Regions from separate parts of the Anas platyrhynchos genome. Here region 2 is linked to region 1. Evidence: chromatin contacts called from public Hi-C data. All regions are on one chromosome and are shown on one strand. The core of a region is the stretch at or near the end of the contact, and the rest is flanking DNA. Distances in the headings are between cores, read along the strand shown.

Region 1 (6,757 bases), core at 2,646-5,145:
GGTCTGTGCTATCTGCTGTCTCCAGTGAAGACACTCTTTTTTTTTCTTTTTTTTTTTTTTTGGTCTTTTCCTATCATTTAAAATCTAATCAAGTTAATAAGGCTATTTGTATGGAAATTACTTCACAAAGGACTAACTCTGGGATATTCAAGGACTGCAGGAGAACAGAAGTACAGTTTTCTATATGTAACTGTGAAGTAACTCCTAAGTTAGCTGGTGAAGAGAAGAACTCTGTCTTGGAGATGATTTTGTAGGCATAGTGACAGGGGCATTCACTTTGGGTACTGAAGGACCAAGTTCTATTCAACAATGACCCATAAGGAAACTGTTACATAAGTAATATACTAGTTGTTCTGGGGCACTAATGTTTGCTAAGAAAGAAAAAATCTCTAGGCACAGTCATTTTATAGGAATTTGCTCTTTACCATCACTTACTTTTATTCTTTCAGTTGCACCAACCCCTAAGGACGCCAGCCTCATTGTGCAGAACTCAGCTGTAAAAAGACAGCCCCTGGCCCAGAGAGCTCCCAAGCCTAGGACTGCTTAAATACCTTAAAAATACATTGAACAAGCCAGTCCAGTTTTTGAAATAAGGATTGGCTGCATAAATATGTACTTACCTGCTTCAGTGCTGTCAATATGTAATTTAGGCTGCTGCCTTATGACATATTTCAGGTCTAATTTAAGGAACTGTATATTTGGGCAAGAGGGTCTGGAAGCCTGTCAGGTAAATATTGCAAGTTGTAAATTTTCACAGCAGATTTGCCACTAAGTTTAGTCAGCACTATATTTAAAAAGAACACTGACCTGATGGTAGCCCTTGTCCTTGACAGTGGTTGGCCTGAGAGCTAGTTAAAGATCCCTAGAGGAACGCTGCTGGAATCTCCCTTAAGATTCAAATAGCTTCCTTCTTGCATGGCAGTCCTGATGTCCTTCATATCAGTAGCATCAACTCAGGAAACTTACAGTCTCGTCCTCCCAGTTCACCTCAAGGTGGTGACACTCATGCCAGACAGAGAAGTGCCTATGGAGAATGGGCTTAGAGGCTGTGCGTTACCTAAACGTCCTGTGTACCCCAGCCTTGTAGCCAATACAGAGAAAATTATGGATTTTTTAAAAATGAAAACAAAGCAAATATGAATTCCTGAACTGATACAGAAGATCTGTCTTTCCATATGCTGGTTGCTGATACTGTCCAGAGAGAGAAATTTAAACTCCTCCTTTTGAGATACTTGGAGGAATTCTATAAAAACCCACTGGTAGGTACAGGCAAACCTACAGTTTTCTTCTGTTCCCTCAGATGCTTTAGCTCTGACAGGGCTTTTTGTTACGTCAGTGCTGTCATTGGACTGCCTGCTTTCCCTCAGAATTCCTGATATTTTGTGTTATCAGTAATATTAAATATATATTCAGTGCAACCCAAGTATTTGTTTCTGTAACACAGGCATGGACATTTCTCACCATGTATATCACTACGTACTGCGGGGCCAGTTTTCACTGCTGCTGTTACTTACAAATATTGAGAGCAAATCACTTAATCTGGCCTCTGAAGTGTTTTAGGCTTAACTACAGCAATCCCACTGATGAACATAATCTCAGTAAAATCTCAACCAGGTTGGAGCAGACCAAGATTTAGTCTGTACGCTGAAAATAAGGGCACTGTAGATGTGCAGGGAAGCAGTAGGTGGCAGAATCTGCTCTGTTTTTGTTCTCTCCAAAGCCTGCACTACAGTGTTTTGGGTTCTCTGGCATCTAACAACTACCTAAGAGGAGCCATCTCTTGGTGCAGTTTTTCCAAATGTTTTGAAATCCCTAGAGATGAAAGGTGCCATTGTTGCTATTCTTTATTTCTGCTACAGCAGTAATGAGGTCAAAGCAGGGTAGAAGGTGAACTGTACTTGGTTTTGCATAGACAAGACAGAAATCAGGTAGTTGTTAAATGGTGCACAGCTGATAGATGAGGTAACAAGAGGTCTTTCTCTTTCCTGGGTAGTATTTTTGCCTGAAAATAGTTGATGTGCTACGGGGTACTTGAAAGACAGAAAAAGTTAATGCAATCCAGCCTTAAACGATCTGTAGTGTTTCAACAGGAACAATTCGCACTGTCACACAAATTCATATGATTTACCCCGTGGTCACTTTTACCTTCCACACGCCATGATTTGAAGACATGGATATATTCAAAAAGTGTTGTTCCCACAGTTTTTAGGGGGAATTTGGCCCTTTGTCAGTGATTAAATGACAGGGAGGCAAGGTGATTCACCTGCAGCTAGTCAATAGGAAAGCTGGAGCAACAACACAGACATTTTGATCCTTATTCCCTTATTTTAACCACCTGACTAAACTTTCTCCCCGACAAAATGTTAGCGTATACCAAAGTGTTCTGCTTGATTGTTCAGACAGCATTGTCAGCCTGTGTTTACATGATCAGTGTTAGGCACTGTTGTTGGTCTGTACCTGTTTCCCTGATTAATGAGTTTTTTCTCTAGCTGGTCATTTCACAGGAAAAAAAAACTTCTTATTTTCTATTTATAAGAATTTTGCAAAGCCACCTCAGTCAGCAGTACAGAAATCTCACAATCAGCAAACTGCTACAGGCAAAAATATGTTCCAGTTAATGTTAAATGAGAGATGTGCTAATTTTCCCCCCTATTTCAGAGATGCTAATGAGGAAAATCAAAATAGCATTTTCCAGTGAACTGGTGACAGATCTAAGGTGTTAAAAGTTTAAATCTTAACACAGACAAAGCACTCTCAAGCCCTCAAATACCAACCCTGTTAATGGGAAAATGTCAAAAATGCCTGTGAGGGTTGAGATGGCCTTTTTAAAATCTGAACACTGGCACCAAAGCCTAAGTAATGGGCCAGCTTGTCGCCAAGTAAAGAATACGTTTATTTATTTATTTATTTATAAAATGAAAGTAGTTTTGACTTACAGTACTAGTTCGATAGCCTTAGAGACCAAAGTCATATGCTTCAGCCCCAAGGTAGGGCAGCTTTTACAGAGATTACCATTGAGGAATCAAAATGGTAGAATTCGCCAGCTTCACGGTCAAAATAACATTTTTCTTTCTTCAAAACTTAGTGAGTAATTACAATCTTCCAAACATTTTAAGGAGACCCACTATGGCCAATTATTTTCTTCCTTTTAGAATTGTGCAACAGCAATTATTTCCTTATTTTATATATCTCAAGGAATTCCTATGTCAGGAGTTCCACAAATTGCCTATATACAATACATATCGACATGCAGATTTACCATAATATCAGACACTGGATGACTAAGTTGAAATACCTAAGCAAAAATTTGCTGTGAAACCACCATTTATCATTGTAGGTCCATAAACTCTGCTGGAAATAACATTGTAATAGGTATATCACAGCAGGGACCCTGACTGTATCTCCAGGGAGGAATTGGGAATTCTACAGCATGAGGTACGTTATATACAATATATTCCAAAGTAAATTGAAAACAGTGAAAAGACTCTCAACATATGGTCAAGTTGTTAATATTCAGTTCTTAGAACTGTAAGCATTGAGATTACACATAATTCTATTTCTAGACTATGATGATTCACAAGAAATCCCCCCTTTGTTATATCAACTCATGCTTCAATGTTTTGGGGGAGATTCTTCCTCCTACCTCCCACCTATTTTTATTTTTTTTTTAGTATAGATTAAATTGCACCCTATATGATTAGCCAGTCAACCTTGAAACTGAGAATTCTTGTTATTAGATTACAGTGGCAGATAGCTGAGTAGCACCACCAAATTTTTTTAATTTGGTTCCAGAGGAAGAGTCACACTGGAGAAGCTGAATACCCCCTGCATCTTCCTCTTCTCGTCATGTTGGGACTTTCCATAAACGATTACAAAACACTTTAGCATGAGATACTGACTGTGGTCCATCTGTGTTTAATTACACAAGTAAGCATGTACTGGCATTGCTAGACATGGGTGGGTCTACAAGCAAGTCACTGATGTGAGTTCATTATTAGGAATGCAGCAACTTTTAAGTAGCAAACCCGGGTACTTGGGGCAGTTTAGCTACAGTGCATGGAATTCAAACTTTTTGGTGGGTTTTGCAGCTTGTGCCACATTTTGCAGCTGTGATTAGACAATTTCTTTGCACCTAAGGTAGTCAACATCGCAGGCAGAAAAGCAGTACCCCTTTGGTCAGCACAAGCAGTAATAGCAATCTTCCTCCCAGCCTGTATACAGCCATAAAACACTGCCCTTTGCAGCACCAGTATTCCTCCTCTCCAAAAACTTTTAGGTAAAATTCTGGGCCCACTCAGAACAGAGGTAAAAGTTGCATTTATCCACCTACCTGTCAGAAATGCAAAAAAGTCCCCAGTTTGTTATGACATCCCTTTTCCCAGGTAGGGAAAGGCAATTACCACATCCATTCACTTGCACCAAAGCTTTTGCCATCACAAATTTGATTTCAGAGACAATTGCTTTCAGGCCTTGCAGCTGAGGGCAAAGCTTGTTTGAAGGGGTCATTTCAACACTTGGCCTCTCCACGGCACAGCATGCCACCCGGGAAACAAAACCTGAGGACCTGTACTTTTAAAAAATAGCCTTTAAAAACGATAGCTGTTGATGCTGTGCACCTAACCTCAGACATTTGGGCTGTCAGCCTGAACTCTGACCGGCTGTGGCCTCCTACATCTGGAAGCCATGTTCCTTCATCAGCTAAATACGTTCAGATTGCAACAGGGGCAGAATACAAAATCAAATTGCAAGCCTCTGCTTGCTGAACTAAGGGATCAATTCCCTAATTCAGCTGGGAAAAGTAATCAAAGAGACTGGAATAGCCACATTCCACCCCGCAGACAAACTAGATTGTATTGGCTGTGTATCCCAAAATAAATATCATGTGAACGCTCTACTCAGCCAAGAAAACAGCAACAACTTAGAAAGGGAATGAGTCTCTTTTGTATCCTGATATATTGACATATTTTGTTTTAGCTTTTACATGTGCTAAGAAATGGAAATTACAGGTGTTTGGGGTTTTTGGAGGGAAAATATACTCCTTTGCTGTTCTAGAAAGTTGTAGGAATTCCAAGTATTTCTTCTTTAGGGGTTTTTACACTTTGTATCCCTACGTACAGAACTGAGGTGTATTTCAGTAGTATTTCATCATTTAAGCTGTTCCTCAGTTGGATACCTGAGTTTGCCACACATCAAATTTTACCTGCCAGGACAAATAGGTTTGCCTCAGGAAAGGCAGACAAGGCTGATGAAGTAGCTGCTTCACTAATTTGTGTGGAGAAATTGTTAAAATTCCTCATTCTAAAGCACATATTCATTAAAAGCTTGCTTAGGAGGAAACTTACTTGCCTCAATATCTCTGATCTATAACAAATCCAAATCAGGGACAGTTATTGCCTTTTTAAATACATTTTTGGTGGTAATTTGTCATCCTAATCAGATCCACACGCATGCTGAGCTCTTTACTGCATCACTTTGGCTAGAATATAGCATAAAAAATGCTTCATAACACTGCAAAGATGTAGCAGAGACCAACATTTCACTATCTAGGGGGTAGAATGTGCTTGAACTGAAGCTTCATGTAAATCTTTATGTAAAAGACAATACACGGGCTCTAATTAAGGGAAGCAATCAGAACATTGCTTCTGAATACAGTAATCACAACTCGATGGTATTGTAATTAATAAGAGCAACAAAACCAATTAGAGACTTACCTGGGCTATCACAACTGAAATACTGTAACAACAAAGTCTAGAAAAAGTAATAATCATATTTATTAATTAGATAATGGAATAAAAACCTATGTCAATATGGAACTACCTTGATGCCCACTGGTGAGATAAAAATTCTGCTGCAAAGCTGAGCCACTTAATGCCTGCTCTTTTATATTCTGCTGATTGTGGTATTGCACAAATAAGTTTAAAAGGAAGGTGTCTGGGGCAGGGACAGTTTATCTCCATGTATTACCACACCCTCGGGCACTCACAAGGATTCAGCAGGTGGGTTACTGATGATTTTTTATTTTGCAAGTATGTTTCTCTTACTGGCAATGTCCATGCTTTCTCAATCCATAAATTCCCTATTTCTCTTCCCACTTCTGCTTTTGTCATGATTTTATTTTTATGAATCTTGTTCTTCTTTTAATTTGGGCACTATGCAGATGGAGGAGACCCTGATCTTTGGAATGGGGAGGCAATTCTGGAGAGACAGGAGAACAGAAATCTCCTAAATGAGGGAAATGTCAGAGGGGAAGGACAGCTACAAGCTAATGATCTCTTTTGAGTGAATCTATAGCAAACACATTTTACCAAGGCACAAAAGGAAAAAAAAAGCCATAGAATTTTTTATGATAATTTTCTCCTGTAATTTTAGAGAAATATGATGCTTGGCTGGATATATTTAGCTAAATGTTTTGTGAATTGGGAGTCTCCCAAGCTTTTTATTTAAAGAGCTCTTGATATTCTTTTCCAGTAAGTCAGCATTACTGCAGTAAACAGGGAGCCTTTCATAACCTTGCTATGTGTGATCCCTTCTGAAAGTCACTCTGCAATCAAATGTACTGGGATTTCATAATAGTAATTTGCCACACTGTCAGAAATAGGCTTATCATGCTGCTGTCATTGGTATCATGTGAACATCACTCAGTATGCTGTGCCCTTCAAATGAAAGCCAGTGCTCTGAGCCAGTGGCAGAGAGAGAAAGATGGGAAAAAAAGGAAGAATAAGAGGACATTAACTCTTTAAAGTCAGGTACAGCCTCA
Region 2 (6,757 bases), core at 2,205-4,704, 48 kb after region 1:
AACAAAACAAAACGAACTAGTTTGTGTCCAGTTTGAGACATCAGAGCCTTGGTGTGCAGAATGAACAAGCATGCACAGCTCCAATGGAATTTACAAGCACTCTGCATGCTTGACACTCCTGACCATCAATCCTGAAAGACATAAATGTCCTCGAAGGATTTCTAGAAGTTACACAGAAAAATCATATATGAGCACAGGCAACCCTACCCTGAAAAGTATAGACCTTGGGATACATAATTCCATGTGTTTTTAGGGACAACTGTAGTAAAAAAGGGTATGATTCCTGAGATATTTCAGGAAAATTGTAAGGATTTGGTTGTTACCTGAGATTCCCAGCACAAAGAGCACTGGAGCTCTGCAGCAACAGTCCCTCCTTCTCTCCAGTCCCCTCCAAGCAGAAGCTCAGCCAGCACAGTCGGTGCCCGGCTATCATGGTGACACTTCTCCCTGCTCAGTGTGCCTCGCTTTCAGGATCATAGCAATGTTTGTTGGTGGGGAAAGGAAATCTGGAGCTGGGTTTTTGCAGCGTAAGGGACATAATGTACACGTACAGATTATTTCATTCGGCAGAGAAATGCGATCCTCTTCCGCCAGGCAGTTTGCCAACGGTAAAGCCAAACCAATAGCACAGGAGAGATCCCCACAGAGAACGACACTTTCAGAAGAGTGCACTTGGGTGGTACAACCAGCCCTAATACCATCTGCAATCTACTCCCTACCTCTCTCCAGCTGTGTGTGAACAACCGTACACAGATGTGCTCACCAGTGACCAAAAACACACTGCTCAGCCTGGTGTTGGCGTTGCTGCCCAACAGCCTGGCTCCGAGCCTGGTTTAGGACACAGGGATACTTCCCGTTGCCTTTGGTGCTCCTGAGGGCATCTTGCAACACTGACTGAGGCAGAGGAAAGCACATCATCCCACCCAACTTCTGCCACAGGGACGTAACACTTTGCAGGATGTATTTGCCATTTTCTCCTCCTCCCCCGGCTACGTTTCACGCTTTGCTCTGACTGCACTGGAGACAGCCCGAGCCTTTCATGAGGCTGCGCAAATGACTGATAGGGTCAGACAGGAAGAAGAGATTATGAAATGAAAACAAAAGGGCTGCTTGTACTTCAGGTCCTTTCCACCTCCTCCCTTACGCTGCTCTGATTAAAGACATGCAGAGCAGCCTTGAAAAAAACAACCAAAAAAAAAACCTGAAACACCACACACACAAAACCAAAACAAAACACAACACCCCACAAACAAGCAAAAGAAAAATGAGTAACAGTGACCCCTGCACATCCTGTGTATCCATGCATTCTCCTGTTGGAAAGAGCTTGCTGAAAAACTTCATTGGAATCATCACAGCATTTCCTGAACAAAAAGACCAAATTGCAACATCTCTGTACAGACCTAAACTTTTCTGTAACGGCGTTTAAGTAAACATGTAAGTCCACCACCAGCCAGCAAAGACAACACTTACCTCCAGATAAGTACGCACAACTTTTAATTATAAAGCGAAGCACGTTAAGTACTGCTTTAAATGAAGATGGATTGTTAAATCAGAACCTTAGAATAATTCCCGTATTTTCACAAAACCTATTGGCTTAACAGAATTATGACACAGTGAGCCACCGTTGTATTAGAAAACCTAAATTTGGTGGAGTTCAGAGGGAAACTGCTCTCTCATTTCTCTATTTCCATACCCTCTCCCAAGGGTACATGGGCCTTTCTGGAAGCATTTTTGTTTGTTTCCAATCAGTGGGCTCAGCAATGCCTCTGAACTTTAATACCCTGGCTCAGCACCATGCTGTTCTCAGAAGCAGGCAAGTTCCTGTCAATGATGTCCTTAAGAAACAGTTTCATCCTGAGATGGCAATCGGTAAGAGACATTCCTAGCTTTTTCACTAACTCGTTTTGCATCTATGGGTAAACTTTTTTTTTTTCTTTTTTGCACTTATTTTATGAATTTATCTAAATTTTTCTGAGGAGTGGGCTGGACCAGAAAGGAGCTGGAACTTGGAAGTCTCTGATTTCTGAGAGCCCAAGAGCTCCAGTGCTGGGCTCGGCATGCAGAGCTGTGCAAAGAAAGAAATTCGGCTAATAGCTTGTCCTTCTTTAGAAAGGGCCACTCATACACCTGGGACAAGTTTGTTTATATGAATAACTATTAAGATGAATTGTTTTCAGAGTACCTTTGAGAAAAATGGGATGAAATTTAAAAAGACCCTCTTCCTGTTCTTGATGAGAATCTGAACTAATCATTAAGAGCAGCCACTGGTTTGTTCCAGTTTGTTTGTCACAGTGTACCACGATCACTTTTCTTTCTGAAAATGCATATAGGAATCTAAGCATTCCATTCTCATAAATAACCTAGCCATGCGGTTGTTTTGTTTTCTTTTATTTTTCTTTTCTCTTTTTTTTTTCCTCTTCCAAGTTAAAACCTCTCCCACAGGTCTGCTCCATCCTTCTGCAGAGGTTACCTCCTCCCCCTCTGTCAGTAGAAAGGAAACAGATCTGTAGGTCAGCTGCCAGGCTTCATGCACTGGTGTCCTAGCGCTGCGGGACACCAAGGTACAGAACCTGAGGGGGCAGAAGAGGCTGCCACCCAGCCAGGAGGAACACTGGTGTATTTAGCTTCCATGTGAGGGCTGATTAAAACTCACAACATCTCTTAATAATAGATGTGGTTTAGTAGATTATTACTTGCCCAAGTTTCAGAAAAGGATTAATACAAGTCATTACTGCCAGAGTCCTGCTTCACCCCCAGTCCCTGTGCTGCAGTCTTTGCCTACACAAGAGCAGAGTGTTCAGTATCTGTTACAGATGTTTGTAGAGCGATCATCTAGTCTTGCATATGTGCATCTTGATGCTGACGCACAAAATGTTTACCAGAAAAGAGTAACCAGCACTGTACAGACAATTGTACAGCTGTCCTACTGATAGCTACACATGGAAAGGAGAAATCCTCTATCCCTGGTGGGTGAAATTAGAACTCCCAGGCTTGGAAACCTGTGGGCAAAGATAAATGCTAGAGCACAGCAAGCATGGCACTTGAGGACACGAGCTGAAAGAGACTTGGACGTGCAGAAAGATTCAGTCAGTATTTACTACAGAATTAAACACCCTGTCCTAAAACTATTTCAGTATCTCTAAAAGCACATTCATTACCAAACTTTCTTATATAAACATAGGGGCACACTTTGAAATAAAAAAAACCACCATCAATTCACTGCTGGAAATAACAGGAAAAATATACTTAGTGTTGTCCCTTAAATATTTTTAAGGAGAGTTTGCAGAAGGGAGGGAACTCCCTGAACACCTCGCTCTGCCTAAGTCCCCTTTCCCCCCTTTGCTAAATAAAAGTCTTCTGAAAGCCACGACAGCTCCTGTAACTTTAAACCTGGGCTGAGTTCATAATTTTGGTACTGACCAAACAGAGTGCAGAGGGCGGGTCTGGCTCTTCTTTTTGAGACCACCTTAGGCACGCTCCCCTCCCACCCCTTGGCTAAACAAAAAAATGCTGACTCCACTCAGATCCTTTGCTCTAGCTGTATAGTTATCATCTGGGAAAACCTTCCCCCTTTAGCAACAGCAGCTAAAGGAATACTTGGAATACCAAAGTAGTTTTTGCAGTGACTTCTTTTTGCACTCTCAATTCTCACCCGCCTCTAAAGAACTTATCAGAATCTAAATCCATCTGGTCTCAGAAGTGGAAAGCTCTTCTCTAAGCCGAGGAAAGATGTTTATTAAAGTTCAATTCTTCATCTTCATTCTAGGGAGCGTGCCTTTCATAGCATTTGCTGAAGAAGGTAAGAAAAAACCTTTGTTTAAAATTATTTCCAGTGATTTCCTTTAATTTAACAGTTTGTGTGCTTACTAATAGGCGATACAATTGCTCTCTCCTTATTATAAAACTCTTCCTTTTAATTCTTACGCTACCATTGAGTGTATACTATGCTGTAGCAGGAAAGAGGTGCATCAAAAGTTTTCAGATAGTCAGAGTTGTGCTCTATTAGAAAAGACTTCTGTGCATCTGTGTGAGGGAAGGAGTAGTTTGGAAGCAGCCAGCAAAAACATTACATCAGCAGCCCTTGGAAGTGTCTTCGGTTTCACCATATAAAATATGCAGAGAAGACTGCAAGCAGTAATTTAGTTATAACAGATATTTTGATGGTGAAACTGCCTGCTATGAAAGTCATCTATAAATCTTTCCATTGAAGAGTTTAACTTCTGCGCTTAGAGGCATTACCGCAGCTTGGAACTAAAGCCTTATCGAGAATTCTGCTTGTAAGACGTTGGCCATAGGCAATATACTTCAGCGAGGGAAGCTAAGAGAGGAAGAATTATTACCTAAGACAGATTTGAGAAATGTTATATATCTACCCAGGAAAAGTTAATTTCGTGAACTATTTCTTTTGAATTTTATAAGAAAAATACCAAATACACTTTAAAATGTAATAGATTTTAAGTCTTACTAAAGATAAAGCAAAGAGTGATTTACTGACAGTAATGAGAATTGTCCTGAACAGTACTTGATTCCAGGAACAGCACATTCAAGTTCAGTCTGGTTAGCATTTGACTCAGTCTGAATGAGCTGGCCATCAGGCAACGGGCCCAGGGGACGCCTGTGCAGACAGCATGCCCGCGGTGGTGAAACACAGCAAGTGTTGCTGCTGGACATGGGCATTGCCTGCTCCAGGTATCAGTTCTCTGAACACAGCGACCCAAAACTCAACCCACTAGTTTTCCAAAGCATAAATTCTCTTCTCTGACTTGGATTTTGGGATATGGCCTGATGTTAGCCTGGTGCCAACCAGTATCATTCTGCTGGAGATAACGGCTGTATCGATATGCAGGATGTGTAGATGTTGGCTTGTGACTTAATTGGCATTCCTGGTGTTCTCTGTGTCTCAAAGGTTGGAGTTACACTCAAAAATTTCACAGAAAATCTAAAACTGATCAATGTTAGTCAAGTTCCCAATATTGCATTTCTCCATCCTAGAAACTTAAGGCTCAAATCATTGGCTCCCAGCTAGCTGGTCCTTAGCAAGCACCAGTATTAAATATCCCGAAATTTACAGCCATTAAACAAGGAGACAAAAAGAAACCACCATTTTCAGAATTATCGTAAGCAGTTTCTAAGATAGCAGAACTCCAAGAAAAGAGATCTTCCATCTTAAGGCTTTTGGGGAGGTTTTAAGGATATTTTCTCTCAACTCTGAGTTAAGGAGCCCAGCAATAATCAGGTTGAAATCCCGCAACCCAAAAAAGTTAAAGCATTTTAAGCAGAAGATTTCTGTTAAGAGTAGCACAAACTCAAGAAATCATAACAGGAATTTTTGATCCCAAAGTCAGTAACTTGGTTTCCAACAGAAAGGATAAAGCTCTTTTAACTGGGTCAAAAAGCAATACAGAACAAAGCTGTGAAGGATAAAAATACAATACCGATGTGGAAAAGAAGAAAATTAATTCATTTCCTTCTTTATATGTGAGCTTCCAAATAAAATTAATGACAGAAATTAGCAGAAATACAGAAAGAAAACCTAAGAACAAATCTTACCTCACTGTCTACTTACAAACGCATTCACGTTAACTTTGTATTATCCATTCATGATTTAAATCCTGACTGAACCAGCCAAGTATTTGGTCATACTTACCACCCAAGGACAGCCCTGAGCGCCCTACACAACCTGATGAATTTTTAGACTAAAGCATTTCCTTTTGAATGAGTAGGAGATACACATTTGTCTTTCTGTGATCCTGTTCAGCATATAAAAACCTCAGGCAAAGCTTAGCACACAGGATCAAAAGAAATGAAATGGAAGTTAGCCTAAAATCTTTCTGGGCACGGCGTTAATCACATGATGAAAAGCACAAGTATTCCAATGAATGTTTTACAGGCAACACATTTCCTGCCTTGAAACCTTTCCTATGGTGCAAGTATCATTGCGGATAAGAGGATTACTCTACGGGCTGTCACATAACATGAACAAAAATTAAGATGATTGTTAACAAGTTTCCACATGTCACTTGAGCTGCATCAACTGTACGTGTGCCTGATCTTAACCAGAGGCAAATACTAAATAATGCCTCCTTATGCAAGCCTCGAAATAAAGCAGGTCTGTGCTAGGTCATATTACTTTACATTTGGTCTGGTCTCAAGGTTAGCACATGGACAGGTAGGGTAATCAAGATGAAAAGGTTTTTACATGGTAAGAAAGGAAATTGAAGTTTACAGTCAACCACGGAAGTCTACAAAGTTTTCTAAATGTTTCAAAATCAAAAACTAGGATTGAGAAATTGCAAGAAAAGGTTTTTCCAAATATATCTTGATCTACCCAGCTGCCACTGCCAGTTCAGTAGTAAAGCTAAACAGTGAAGTTAGGCACCTCTAAACTCTTCTGAAAAAACAAATGCCGTAATTGCAGGTAAGAGGTAAAGTGAACAACCAAAATGCACGTGAGTGCAAATGGGAATGAAAAGCTTGGTTTGTACCTGCGGTATTTTCAGTTATTGGAGCAAATAAACCATGACTTTAACGTCTACTCTTCATATGTACAATCGCTGCTGCATAAATACCCCAGGAGACTTTCCCCTAGGCCTGCTGCCCCACCGCACTGCCTGCTCCAGCTCTTCTGTCCCGATGGAGCACGCAGGACTTCCACCCTGCATCCAGCTGCATCGTGGATGAGCGCACATCTGCGTGCCTCTGTATGTGCCTCTCAACCACTACGTTAGCAGTGGTTGAGATATGAATCTAGCTAGAT

Evidence for each region. A called contact is a pair of places that touch in the nucleus more often than the background predicts.
Region 2: a Hi-C map of subcutaneous adipose tissue shows a contact between it and region 1, with 1.6 times the contacts expected there. The contact joins the promoter of PDPN here to the enhancer-like site in region 1. A contact is called at or near these places in 3 of 8 Hi-C or Micro-C datasets (F1 follicle, liver and subcutaneous adipose tissue).

Annotation. Positions count from the first base shown.
Region 1 is chr22:5,698,711-5,705,467 of IASCAAS_PekinDuck_T2T, forward strand. No RefSeq gene overlaps it. Among named protein-coding and RNA genes, the nearest start is that of CFAP107, 12 kb to the left of the region's middle. Within about 2 kb of position 3,896, at least 3 of the 8 cell types and tissues checked have an H3K27ac peak or open chromatin away from gene starts, as enhancers often do. A contact at or near this core is called in subcutaneous adipose tissue, where this site is marked.
Region 2 is chr22:5,747,416-5,754,172 of IASCAAS_PekinDuck_T2T, forward strand. PDPN (podoplanin) reads left to right here and starts at 3,455. Exons shown (of 6, transcript XM_005021318.6): 1 at 3,455-3,799. The coding sequence starts at 3,730.